Linked DNA regions of Mus musculus: region 1 is linked to region 2. Evidence: chromatin contacts called from public Hi-C data. All regions are on one chromosome and are shown on one strand. Each heading gives the region's core, a stretch centred on a gene start, on an enhancer-like site or on the middle of the called end of the contact. The rest is flanking DNA. Distances are from core to core; before and after follow the strand shown.

The links. A called contact is a pair of places that touch in the nucleus more often than the background predicts.
Region 1: a contact with region 2 is called in a Hi-C map of cerebellum, with 1.8 times the contacts expected there. The contact joins two enhancer-like sites.

Annotation. Positions count from the first base shown.
Region 1 is chr16:37,811,454-37,817,052 of GRCm38.p6, forward strand. Fstl1 (follistatin-like 1) reads left to right here. Exons shown (of 11, transcript NM_008047.5): 3 at 4,253-4,357. Among named protein-coding and RNA genes, the nearest start is that of Gm41452, 35 kb to the right of the region's middle. Within about 2 kb of position 3,073, at least 176 of the 459 cell types and tissues checked have an H3K27ac peak or open chromatin away from gene starts, as enhancers often do. A contact at or near this core is called in cerebellum, where this site is marked.
Region 2 is chr16:37,492,175-37,498,049 of GRCm38.p6, forward strand. No RefSeq gene overlaps it. Among named protein-coding and RNA genes, the nearest start is that of Gtf2e1, 45 kb to the right of the region's middle. Within about 2 kb of position 3,072, at least 16 of the 459 cell types and tissues checked have an H3K27ac peak or open chromatin away from gene starts, as enhancers often do. A contact at or near this core is called in cerebellum, where this site is marked.

The DNA of each region.
Region 1 (5,599 bases), core at 1,823-4,322, 320 kb after region 2:
CACCATACAAGTGTTTTGTTGGCTTTTAAAGCTACATCTAGGTATTCATGCTTCAAGAACATAGCCGCAGCCGGGCATGGTGGCACATGCCTTTTAATCCCAGCACTCGGGAGGCAGAGGCAGGCGGATTTCTGAGTTCAAGGCCAGCCTGGTCTACAAAGTGAGTTCCAGGACAGCCAGGGCTATACAGAGAAACCCTGTCTCAAAAAACCAAAACCAAACCAAACCAAAACAAAACAAAAAGAACATAGCCCCTATTAATACTTCATCCATCGTGAGTACATTCAGGTCTATGTGTCTGTTCACACATTTGTAAGAATGGACATGCCTGAGACCTTGTATGGAGACTGTGCACAGGCCAATGTGGTTATCTTTCCCAAAAGTCATTATGACTGATGACAGTGTAAACAGTGTAAATAGTGAAAGAGCTGCACGCCATCCCTGTGCCAGGCCGTGCAGCTGGCCCCTCTGCCTGCAGCACCCTCTCTTGGCTTTACTTGAGAAGGGACTGTGGAGACTCAGGGACTAGGTCAACTTGTGTCCCTTTCGTGACTTGCCTGTCGCTGGTGCTTCCACGGAGCTTTTCTGAGTCCCAAATACTCCTCATTTGTTACATGCAACTGAAAATGCCAACACCTGAACAGGAATGGTGAGCACAGATGTCTGCAGAGGCGCGCACTGTTGTGGGTGCTGAGTTAGCATCAGTATGTCAGCCCGTGGCCTAAGGCCTTTGCAACCCCTGACTAGGTTACTACCTTAGACTTTCTGGCCAGAACCAGCCACTCCACAGAAGCCCACTTATGACTCTAAGGAACTTTCCAACAGCCTTAAGGAATGGCTCCAATACTTTGGCTTCTCAAAGATGTTGGGGTTTAATGGACAGCTTTGAATGGCACAAAGAAATGCTTCCCTAGAGGAAGTGCCCTTCATTTTTGACCTTGACGTCTGTAATCAAGCATACTCACTGTGAGGAGGTGACGGAATGGCTTTGAGCACCACAGAATAGACAGCCTTCCCACACTGGCAGATCCTTCTGCCTGTGTCCCTGGCGGGTCTACCCTCCTCTCCCTCACGCCTGTATTTCTCACTGAAAGGACAGAGCGGGGCTGCAGCAGCCAGGAAGGCTCTTCTGCAATGCGGCTCAGGGCTGTGTGAGACAAAGAGAGAGATTGCCACCTATTGACAGATATATCACCTGCAAAGAGACCGCTTATATAACCAGAGCCTCCTCCATCTCTGCTGTATGAAAGGCCCTCCAGGGGTTGCTGGGCCCTTTGCATTTTGCATCCTGTCAGTTCGGCACTGGCGTACCTTTCCACTGTCAATGAGACAGGGAAGAATGGGGACATGACAGTCCAAGGTGACAGTGACATCATTTCGCAGGGGAAACTGAAAATAAATCACCCCCTGTAGTGACAGTCGCTTCCTGTTACACAGCACATGGCGCGGCTCAGTTAATTCTCAAGACAATTCTAACCTTCAATGTTTTATGTCTGCACCCAAGGAAGGGGGTTGCAAGAGAATACTCGTGGCAGATAAAGAAGGGGGCTGGGTATGAGTGCTGCATATGGGATCTAAACGCCTTACACTTGCTATTGTAACATCCATATTCCCATTATAGTTTCCCTAACCTTAATGCATACGGATGTAAGAATCAACCAAACATAAAGGAATCATTTGCCTTTGGTTGGAGGAACATCCAACTCTATCGCTTTTTGTTACTGGGCCTCTCAAGTCAGCTTTCCTACCTGTAAAAGAGGGATAATATGACTCTGGAATTAGGAACATATAGAGCGCTTAAGTAGCACCAACCATAGTAGGTCACTTTGAGGGAAGCCAGGTGTTTACAAATGGATTCTTAGTTACCCGTGGGCTGAATAGAGGTTTCTCTCTCTCTCTCTCTCTCTCTCTCTCTCTCTTTTTAGTTTGGGGAACTTAGGCAAATTATTTGACCTTTTGGGGCCTCAAATTGCTCGTTTGTAAAATGGAGCTAATAATCATATGCATGCTCTTCTCAGGTTAGCCATGCAGTAAGGTGAAATGCTGTGTGTGAAAACATTCACGTTTTTAATTGCACTCTTCAAGTACTAGTTGTTAGGGTGAAAGAAAAAGGTGTTCTCCTCCAAACATAACGTCAGTGAGCTACCTGTGCAAATGACTTGGGTTGAATTCAGATTCCACATAATAGTGTTTATTAGGAATATTTACCACAGTAGGAGAGAAGAGGGGGTAGCTCATTGGGTAAAAACACTTGTAGCCAGGCCAGAGGGCCAGAGGTCAATCTCTGGAACTCACCCGATGGAAAGAGAACCCCCCCCACACACACACACACACCCAAAAAGCCATCCTCTGACCTCCACAAACTTGCCCTGACTGGTGTGCCCCTCCCACACACCAATAACTAAACAATAAACATGCACATGAGACAAGATGAGGCTCTGAACTCGGCAGGATCTTCTGCAAGCAGCCCTGTAAGGTGTCCCCTTGATCATGCTCGCCCCCTCCCCCACCCACCATTTTCTCCTGCCCCACAGACGAGGAGATGTGTAGTTTAAAGGATCAGAGGGACTAGTTAAGTACACACTGGGAACATTTGAGTTTTTCCTTGAATGCAGACATATGCCAAAGCTCACTGATTTGTGCATTTGTGTATCTTCAGCTCCTGTGATAGGCCCAGGGGTTAAAGTGTTCAGCTCAGGGAAGTTGAAGAGGCCACTGGAATTGTCTTTTATAACAATCAGCACTGTCTTTTTCTATTCCCTTCTGGCTCTGCTTTTTGCTCGGAGACACAGCTCCCACAAGAGGGAGAGCCCTGTCTGTCTGAAGAGTTTGCTCAATTTTATTCCCCCTCTCTGTTTAGGAAACAAAGATCTAAATCCATCCTCCACCCTTCTGGGAATTACTTCCTCTTTTCTTCACTGTCTGCCAGCTTTTTTGAATTCTCCTTAGCAACATTTTAAAAAAAAAAATTAGTTTAGCAACAGCATTTAAGCCAATGAGATCTGAGCATGCAAATGAGTTCTAGACCAATGAGAGCTCTGCATGGCAGGCAAGGGGGCTTATGGGAGACAAGAATAACCTGGAGTTTGCAGAGCAGCCTCCAAGTGGCAGCAGAGCAGCTATTATGGACCCATCACCTCTCAAGCCTCTACTTTGTTTCCGTGTGTGTGTGTGTGTGTGTGTGTGTGTGTGTGTGTGTGTGTGTGTGTGTGTGTGTGTGTCTGGTTCCCCCGTTTAAAACATTTACTGTTACAGTAAGCCTTGTAGGTATGAGTTCTTTAGATACACTGTAGGCAAGGGCTGGAAATGTGGACTTTGCTGTTACCCAAGTCATTCGTAGGCCTCTTCTGTCTTTGTTGTTTTGTAACCAGCTCCAGCCCAGTCGTCTAAGGCCTGGAAGCCTTGGGTGATTCAGCCAGCCCAGCCTGGCGGAACAGAGGCCCCGGGGGAATCCCTGTCTTTGTTTATCCACCACTACCACAGAGCTGGGGGGTGAATGTCGTGGGAGTAAAGGAATGTACCACCAACAAACTGGTCCTATCACAATCCACATGTGGCATACAGACCTTCCTCTCCCTGCAGTTCTGTAACATCTGTCTGAACAGGAAACCTGACCAGCAAGAAGCTTGGGGGCCATACTCTTTTTGGAGTGGGTTTGGTCCTCTTCATCTTGTAGCCTGGGTACACACAGAGAGTGGCTGGATATCATAGCATATCCACATGGTGACCATCCTTCGGTCCTTTCAGATGGTATTGCAGTAAATACCTTGGTGTTAAGATGTCTGGATGTGTCTCCAGTGTTTCCATTTCTTCCTAGCTTAGACTTCTCATCCTTAAAGAGACAGTTAAGGTGTGGAATCTTCAGAAAGGGCCATCTGATTCTCCCATACACCCCTGCTCCCCAGAGCACCCACTGTGGCCCTTCCGTATATGTGTTCCTCCCTGAGAGTCACAGAGTTCATGAGATCAAAGATTGCCCTGTGTAGCTCTAGCCCTTAGCATAGTGCTGGCTTTATCACAAATGCTCAAACCGTATTTTTTTTTAATGAGGAAGGATGCAAGAAAGTCACTCTTCACAGGGGAACAATCTTCAGTGCCTGTACCTGAGCCAGAACAATGCCTGTGAGTCTGATGCTAAAAGATAACTTTTGGCACACGGAAGCCCCAAGCCTGAAAGGTCATTACCACCAATGTTTCATCCTGTGATGGGCTCATCTCAGTAACGTGGCATCCTTTATGATCTGTGTTTTAGGAGGAACCTAGAAGCAAATCCAAGATCTGCGCCAATGTGTTTTGTGGAGCTGGCAGGGAATGTGCCGTCACAGAGAAGGGGGAGCCCACGTGCCTCTGCATTGAGGTGAGTCCTGGTGTCAGGCATGGGGGGTGCTGACTGTTTAGGGGGTCCTTGAGAACTTGCTCAGTAGGAGATGCGCTTGCTGCCATCACAGCCTCAGGACCTACACAGATGACTGGCATGGCAGCAGGAGGCACTGACCGCAGTGCTGGGCGAGAGGAGGCAAATCCATGGAGTTCACTGACTAACCATTCCAGCCAAATCATGAGCTCCAGGCATAGTGATAACTCTATCTCAGAAAGTTATACTGAAAACAACCAAGGACAACACAATATGGATCTTTGGCCTCAATACATACATGAACACCAAAAAAGAAAGAAAAAGAAAAAAAAAGAAAAAAAAATGATGTTAACAAGAAAATAGAACCAGTCTGGTTGTCCATCAGCATATGAACAGATGATGGAAATGTGGGACATATAGACAATGAATAATTATTCAGGGCTGGAGAGATGGCTCAGTGATTAAGAGCACTGACAGCTCTTCCAGAGGTCCTGAGTTCAAAGAGGTCCTAGGGGCTCACTACTATCTGTAATGGGATCCAATGCCCTCTACTGGTGTGACAGTACGCTCACATACATAAAATAATAGTTTTTAAAATGATATAAAAAGAAATATTATTTATCTTTAAAGAAAAATGAAATGTGTAGGAAAATAGATGGACCTAGAAGGTGTACTATTAAGTGAGATGATTCAGGCTCAGGAAGAAAAACAAAACGCATGTTCTCCTTCCCATGTGGATCCTAGACCACACATATAACACAGAGAGGTGTACAGGAGGGTACAGTTGAGGTTGAGAGAGGAAGGGGTGCTACGATGCAGTCATCGGTGAGGTAGGATGGACAGAGGGACGCATGAGTCATGAAAGGATGTACATCAATATTTTGTCTAGTTTCTAGTCTGTCATAGTTTCTACCTTTTGAATTTTGGGTTTATTTGTTTTTGTGCTGCATCTGAAGGAGCAAGAATTGTGTAGTTTTCCATACGAATCCAACGTGTGTCCATCCTTTGAGATAGTGGTTGTGATAGTTGAACAATCTTTGTAATTCCACTGACTGCTGGTGTAACAAGAGGTCACATGGCTAGTCACAAGTATATTCGTCACATTGACCCACTTTGAAAAAGTGACCTAAAAAAAATGTTCTGAGGGGAGACTCTGTAAGAGTAAATGGTTCCTTTTTTCCTTCAACTTAAAACTCTATGAAGTCACTCCATTGCAGTGTTACTTAATATGTAAACTGTATTGCA
Region 2 (5,875 bases), core at 1,822-4,321:
GAGAGAGAGAGAGAGAGAGAGAGAGAACATGTGCATGCCTGTATGCTATGGAGGTGCCTATGGAGGCCAAAGGAGGGTACTGGATGCCCCTGGAATTGGTGTTACAGATGGATGGATGTGAGTGGCTCAGCGTGGGTCCTGGGGACCAAGCTCAAGCTCAGTTTATCTCATCTATAAAGCAACAAGGGCTCCTGTCTGCTGAGCCATCTCTACATCCCCATTGTTCACTTTATTTTTAATCTAGCATACCCGTTCTACACTTTGATCTAAAACATAGTAACAGTTGTCACTGGGTCCTTCGAAACCTAGCATGTTAGGGACCTAATCAAACCTCTCTTCAGATGGCAGAAATGAGTCTCAGAAGGAAATGGAGTCTTTTCTGAAAACAGTAAGTGAATGGCCAGGTACCCCAATTCCCACCCTGTTCCACTGGAGCCTTTATTCTTCTCTATAAATAAATCAGAACTAGCTATATAAGCAAATGCAGATTTCGACGTTAGTATATTTTATATGTAGGAATATGATAGTCATCATTACAGCATATATTTAGAAGATGTGTATTTATATATGTCATTTTGCAGAGAGAAATTATGAGAATTATCTATAAATACATATGCACAGCACTGTGAAGCTCATGCTCAAAAATTCCTGCATGCACCGCCCCCATCTATGAACAGTATAGAATGGCAGAAAAACCGAGACAGGACTTAAAACTGAGTAAACCTGGAATTCAATCCCATTGCTCACCTCTGACCTTTAGCAAAGTGCTTAACCTTTCTGAGCCTCAATTTCTTCTGGAAAATGAGGATTTCAAAATCTGTTTTGGTGGAATCCATTTGGGGAACATAATGCCTGGGTATAAAACAGTGCTTACTGGAGTCCTTTGCTTCCCTGATTTCAGTGCTCCAGTAGAAGCCAGGCACCACCAGGAGCTGGCAAGGTAGGAACCAGGCTGAGGAAGAGGAGACGCTGTTTTCCTAGTTAGAGGTGGGATGGGCCTTAGTACCTGGAGTGTCCCTTAAGACAACTTGGAAGTATAAGGGTATGTTCTAGAATCCATCAACTCATGGACCACTGGTACTTGCTACCCCTTTCTAGGTTGTTCATATCAGATCGCCACTTAATTGGCTGGCCTCAGTACAGTCTGCACTAGGCTTGTACATCCAAATCCCCAAAGTCCATAATCACCTTAAAGCAGCTTTTGCTTTTGGCACTTGGAGCATCAGCTGCCATAACATCCTCTGAAGTTACCTTACGCATTAGGTATTGATAAATATTTATGAAAGGGAAGTGGGGGGGGCGGGGCTGAAGAAAAGGGAGGATTAGAGGAAGGAAAGCTCAAAGAGGCAATGGTGATTGTCCCCCCAACACACACAGGAACTACAAAGTAACATTTTTTTTTTTGCCCTGAAAATTAGCAATATACAATCACTCTAAAGGGGACCCGATGAAAATATGCAGTCATCTTAAGGTGATGTAAGAGATTCTGAAACAATATTTTCACAGGAGTTGTTCCCTGGCCTGAGCATCACTGGGAACCCCATAAACATTTAGCTTCCTTGACCCTTCCCTGAGCTTAATAAATTAGAATTTCCCATACACTACAGAAGTCTGTGTTTCTCTCATGGATGCAGGTGCTGCTGTGGTAACCAGCAGATACTTCCCGGTTCCACTGCAGGAAGTCTGATGAGGAACAGTCTATAGAAAGCCCAGTGTACTGTGCTGTGGAGAGAATGGCCAGAAGAAGCAATGTGGGGAAACAGAGAGTCTTGGCACAGACTATGACCTGTGCAAGCCTAGTTCTAGAACAAAGTTCCCCACTGAGGTACCTGAAATCCTAGTTTGCCTGGAGGAGCCGGGGACCCTGGATAGGCATTGCCTGGCGATGCTGAGCATTTCAATCCTCCAGCTTGCCTTGTCAATGTTTCCTGCTCACCGAGCCACCTTCTGATGAACTCTCTTCCCATGCAACTGGCCTACAGGGATAGAAGGGGCAGATGAGGCCAAATGTTTCCCACTGTAAATTAATAAACTGCCATGCTGGTTATAGATCAGTCTCTTGTGGGTTAGCATGAGTCAGCAGTCCTGCGTCTGATCAACTCAGAGCCTCTGCCAAGACCAAGTTCCCGATGCTGCAAAGACAAGGGCTTGACCCTGGACCCCAGTGAATTGATCAGACAAATGTGCTCCCTTTGGGCCTCAGGAACCAGGCAGTCAGCCTCTCCAGGAGACGGGTGATGAAAAGGATCTTTATACCTGCTTTCTTGGGAGCTTGAACTTGGGAGGACAGTGAGTCTCTGATTAACATGCCTTTTAAGTAAAGCCTTTTCTTATGTATTAGCTTGTCTGATACAATCCTAGAGGATGGAAAGGAAAAGAAGTAATGGGGGGAGGGAGGGACGGAGGGATGGAGGGAGGCAGGGATGGACAGACAGACAGAGAACATTCTCAACATGATTTGGGAGGTGATGAGTGACCCAAGAATCTGTTTCCTTCTTTAATGGTAGCATCAAGAGTGGCCGGCTCTGCCACAGCATCACAAGGGCAATGGGAGAAAGAAGTTAACTGTGGTCAGGCTCCTGGCAGCCTAGAGCATTTAGACACTCAGGCTTGATGGCATATCACCAGGGGAAATGTACAAAAAAAACTGTCTTCTGACCCCCTTTCCCACCATTACATTCGACTTTAGTGATTTAAGTCCTGGGTGACTTCACTAGTGACAGTTCCCAAAATGAATTGACTTTTTCTTTTCTTTTCTTTTTCCTTTTTTTCTTAATGCTTTATAAACTTGCACGAAACCAAAGATCTAGATTTTGGAGGCCCAGAACAGGGAAAGGGCATGTCCCTCGGCTCTTCTTTCTCCTGCTCTGACATAGGTTTCAGCATTATCCATAGCAGGATGCAGGGCTCCAGGCAGAGATGGCCGTTAACTAGCTCAGACGCCGCCCAAGTCTTCACATTTTGCTAGCTGCTTGATCTTGTTTTTTCCTATAAATCTGTAGATTCCGATGAGAGCACTCTAGAGTGGTAAAGACACAGAGAGAGCTAGCTGCTTGTTCCCCACCCAACTGGTTCATGTCTGGCTGGATCAGCCTCCCACCTCTCCTGCTGATTCACCAGGCTCAGTCTATTGAAACAGATGGCACATCTATTTAGGTATTTTAATAGCATGTATTTAAGATACCCTATTGAGAATCCGATCTGACAGGGCTTTGATGAAGCACTGATGTGTTGAAAACCAGGCTCAGGAGGCAAATAACATCATCCCCCAAAACCAAATCCTCGGCAGCAACTCAACAAACACAGTAGGCACTTAACTGAGGACCTACTGTGTGTGAACACACTCAGCAGTAAGTTGAGAGCCAGAGAAGAGGCAGGACGCTTGCCACATGCCCTTGGGAATTTATACTTTCTCCGGGGAGAAATGGCAGGTAGACAGACATCTGCAATTTTATAAGCATATGTAATGACCTACTAGGTGGGGATAATCTGAACATGTGAGTTAGCAAGAGTCAGGGTAGGTGCCTGCACCAAATAATGAGCATCAAATGGATGGAGGGAACGCTCCCAGGGTAGCCTGATCGTATAGCAATGCTTCGGTGATTCCCTAACCACAGATGGTATCTAAACTCTACCCCAACTCTACCATGCTGATTCCACTCTGCCCCCCTCTAACCCTGACCCACCCAGCCCTGCTTTAAGATTAACCTTGGCTTTCTCCAGAAAAGCTGTGTTCCTGCTTCCAACCCTCAGGCAAGGATGCACTGTTCCCCTCACGTTGTTCATACTGCATACGTTGGGTGTTCAGGCTTGGAACGAAAAGCACACACTATCTTGTATCATTCTTGAATCTTTCAAGCTCGGAAGACTCAACAATATTGTAGGGTAAATATCAATTTATGTCTGTTCGGTTAATACAATATTTGCCCGGCACCCACTTACGTGTTATTTGCCAGGGAAACAAATATACATAGGAAAAGATTCTCTCAAGGAGCTCACACATATATTTGCTACCCTGATATGGAATATATTTGTTTTCCTTCTGAAGATCAATATGGTGGCTTGTGTGCAGCAGGTCTTTACAAATGGATGCTGTTGGTACTTATTGCTTCTCCGAGACCTTATGAGCTAGGGAGAAGTAGAAATAACAGGAGGGAAGTAACCTATTTCAATATTTTTGAAGTTTACAGCAAACCCAACCCAGGTGGCTTAAACAATAAAGGGGATTATTGGCTTTTCTAACTGAAAAACATATTTCCTGTATGATGGCTTTACCAGAAGGCTGGTACTGAGATGGCTTTCCTAATAATTCCAGACTTCACATTCACACATAAGAGCCAGGGAAATGGGAATTCGTCTTTCATGGTCAGATGAAGAAAGGTCTAAAGGAAGGACATGGCCGCTCCTGATGTGATGGAGGTTTAGTGCAGATAAAAAGGGGGGCATAGTCAGAGACAGAGACATCTGGGAGAGTCCAGAGTGACCATGACCCCGAGTCGGCCATGAGGGTAAAAGGGAAAGAGGGGCGGAGCACCCAACTAAGAGGGGTGGGGCGGCCTGAGCCAAGAGACTGATTGACAGGGTAAACAGTAAACCTAAAGAGCCAGGTAACCCAGATGGCTCAAGCGTACAGGGGAGGGCAGCTGAGGGAAGGGCACCCCAGCCCCTGGGCTGAAGATAGTTAGGGTAGGGGTAGGGTATGCCAGTCAACAGGACCCTGTAACAGGTAGAGAGACTGGGGGATGCTGGGAGAACCTGGAGGCCATGGTAGGATTTGATGATGAAATGCACCTCAGTTGGCCATTGTCCTGGGTTTGAGATCTAATACCCATGAATCTATAAAAGTGAAAGACTTCCTCCTTGAAGCCACAGGAACCTTTCCTTATTGTCTTAGTGTAACAACCGACCCATGAGCATTTTTCTTAACCAACTCCTTGGCCACTAAACACTGTAGACTGCCTGCTCACTTTGTCCAAGTTCCTGATCACTGTCAAAAAAACCAAGATTGCTCTGTTAGGCCAGCCTTCTTATGCAACGGTAATACAACCTCCAAAACCCAGTGGCTTAAACCCAGCAGATATACATTTCTTGGTCTCCTGATGTGACAGGGTAAACTGACCTGTTGGGGGGTGGGGGTGCTCAACCATTATAGTCATCCTGGGATACAGGACAATGGAGGCTTCATCTTGATGTAGGGTTTAGTAATTACTACAGCAGGGAGGAAGATAAATCATGCATTAATGATATGTTATTTCTCTCCACAATTGGTTAAAACAAGTTACATGACCACCGCTAACTTCAACCACTGAGCTATACCGCTCTGGGAGAATGCACACTTTCCTGGGAAAGCTATCCTTAGGAAAAAACATGGGCATTATTAGAAAGGAAACAGAGAGGGTGAATAGACAGTTGAAAAAGTTTACTACAGAAGTTTCATGAGGGCAAACTGAACTCAGATATTAAAGGCACAAGAATACCAAGATTATGAACAGATTGGCTAAAGCCAAAGAGAAGAGAATCAACTGTGGGAGGAACCACTGAGAGATCTGCACGGCTGAAAGGGCCAGATGGAAATCAGTGACACCAGTGGTGTGTTTTACACCTCTGCGGCTGAGCACCCTAATACAGGACGGGAATGAGGAAGCTACATCAGGAATGCGTGGGACTTGGGGCTTACAACTTTCAGGGATCTAAGATTGTTGGGAAATCAATGGCAGAGTTGAAGAACTTGAGTCAAATGAGCAGCAAGGCCAAAGCTATTATCACTTGGAGGCAAAAATCACTGTCTCGAGAGAGAGTATGTCCATTAAAACATAAAACTTGAGGTGGTTGGTACAGACCAATGAGACAGAATCCAGATGATGGAAAGGAAAAA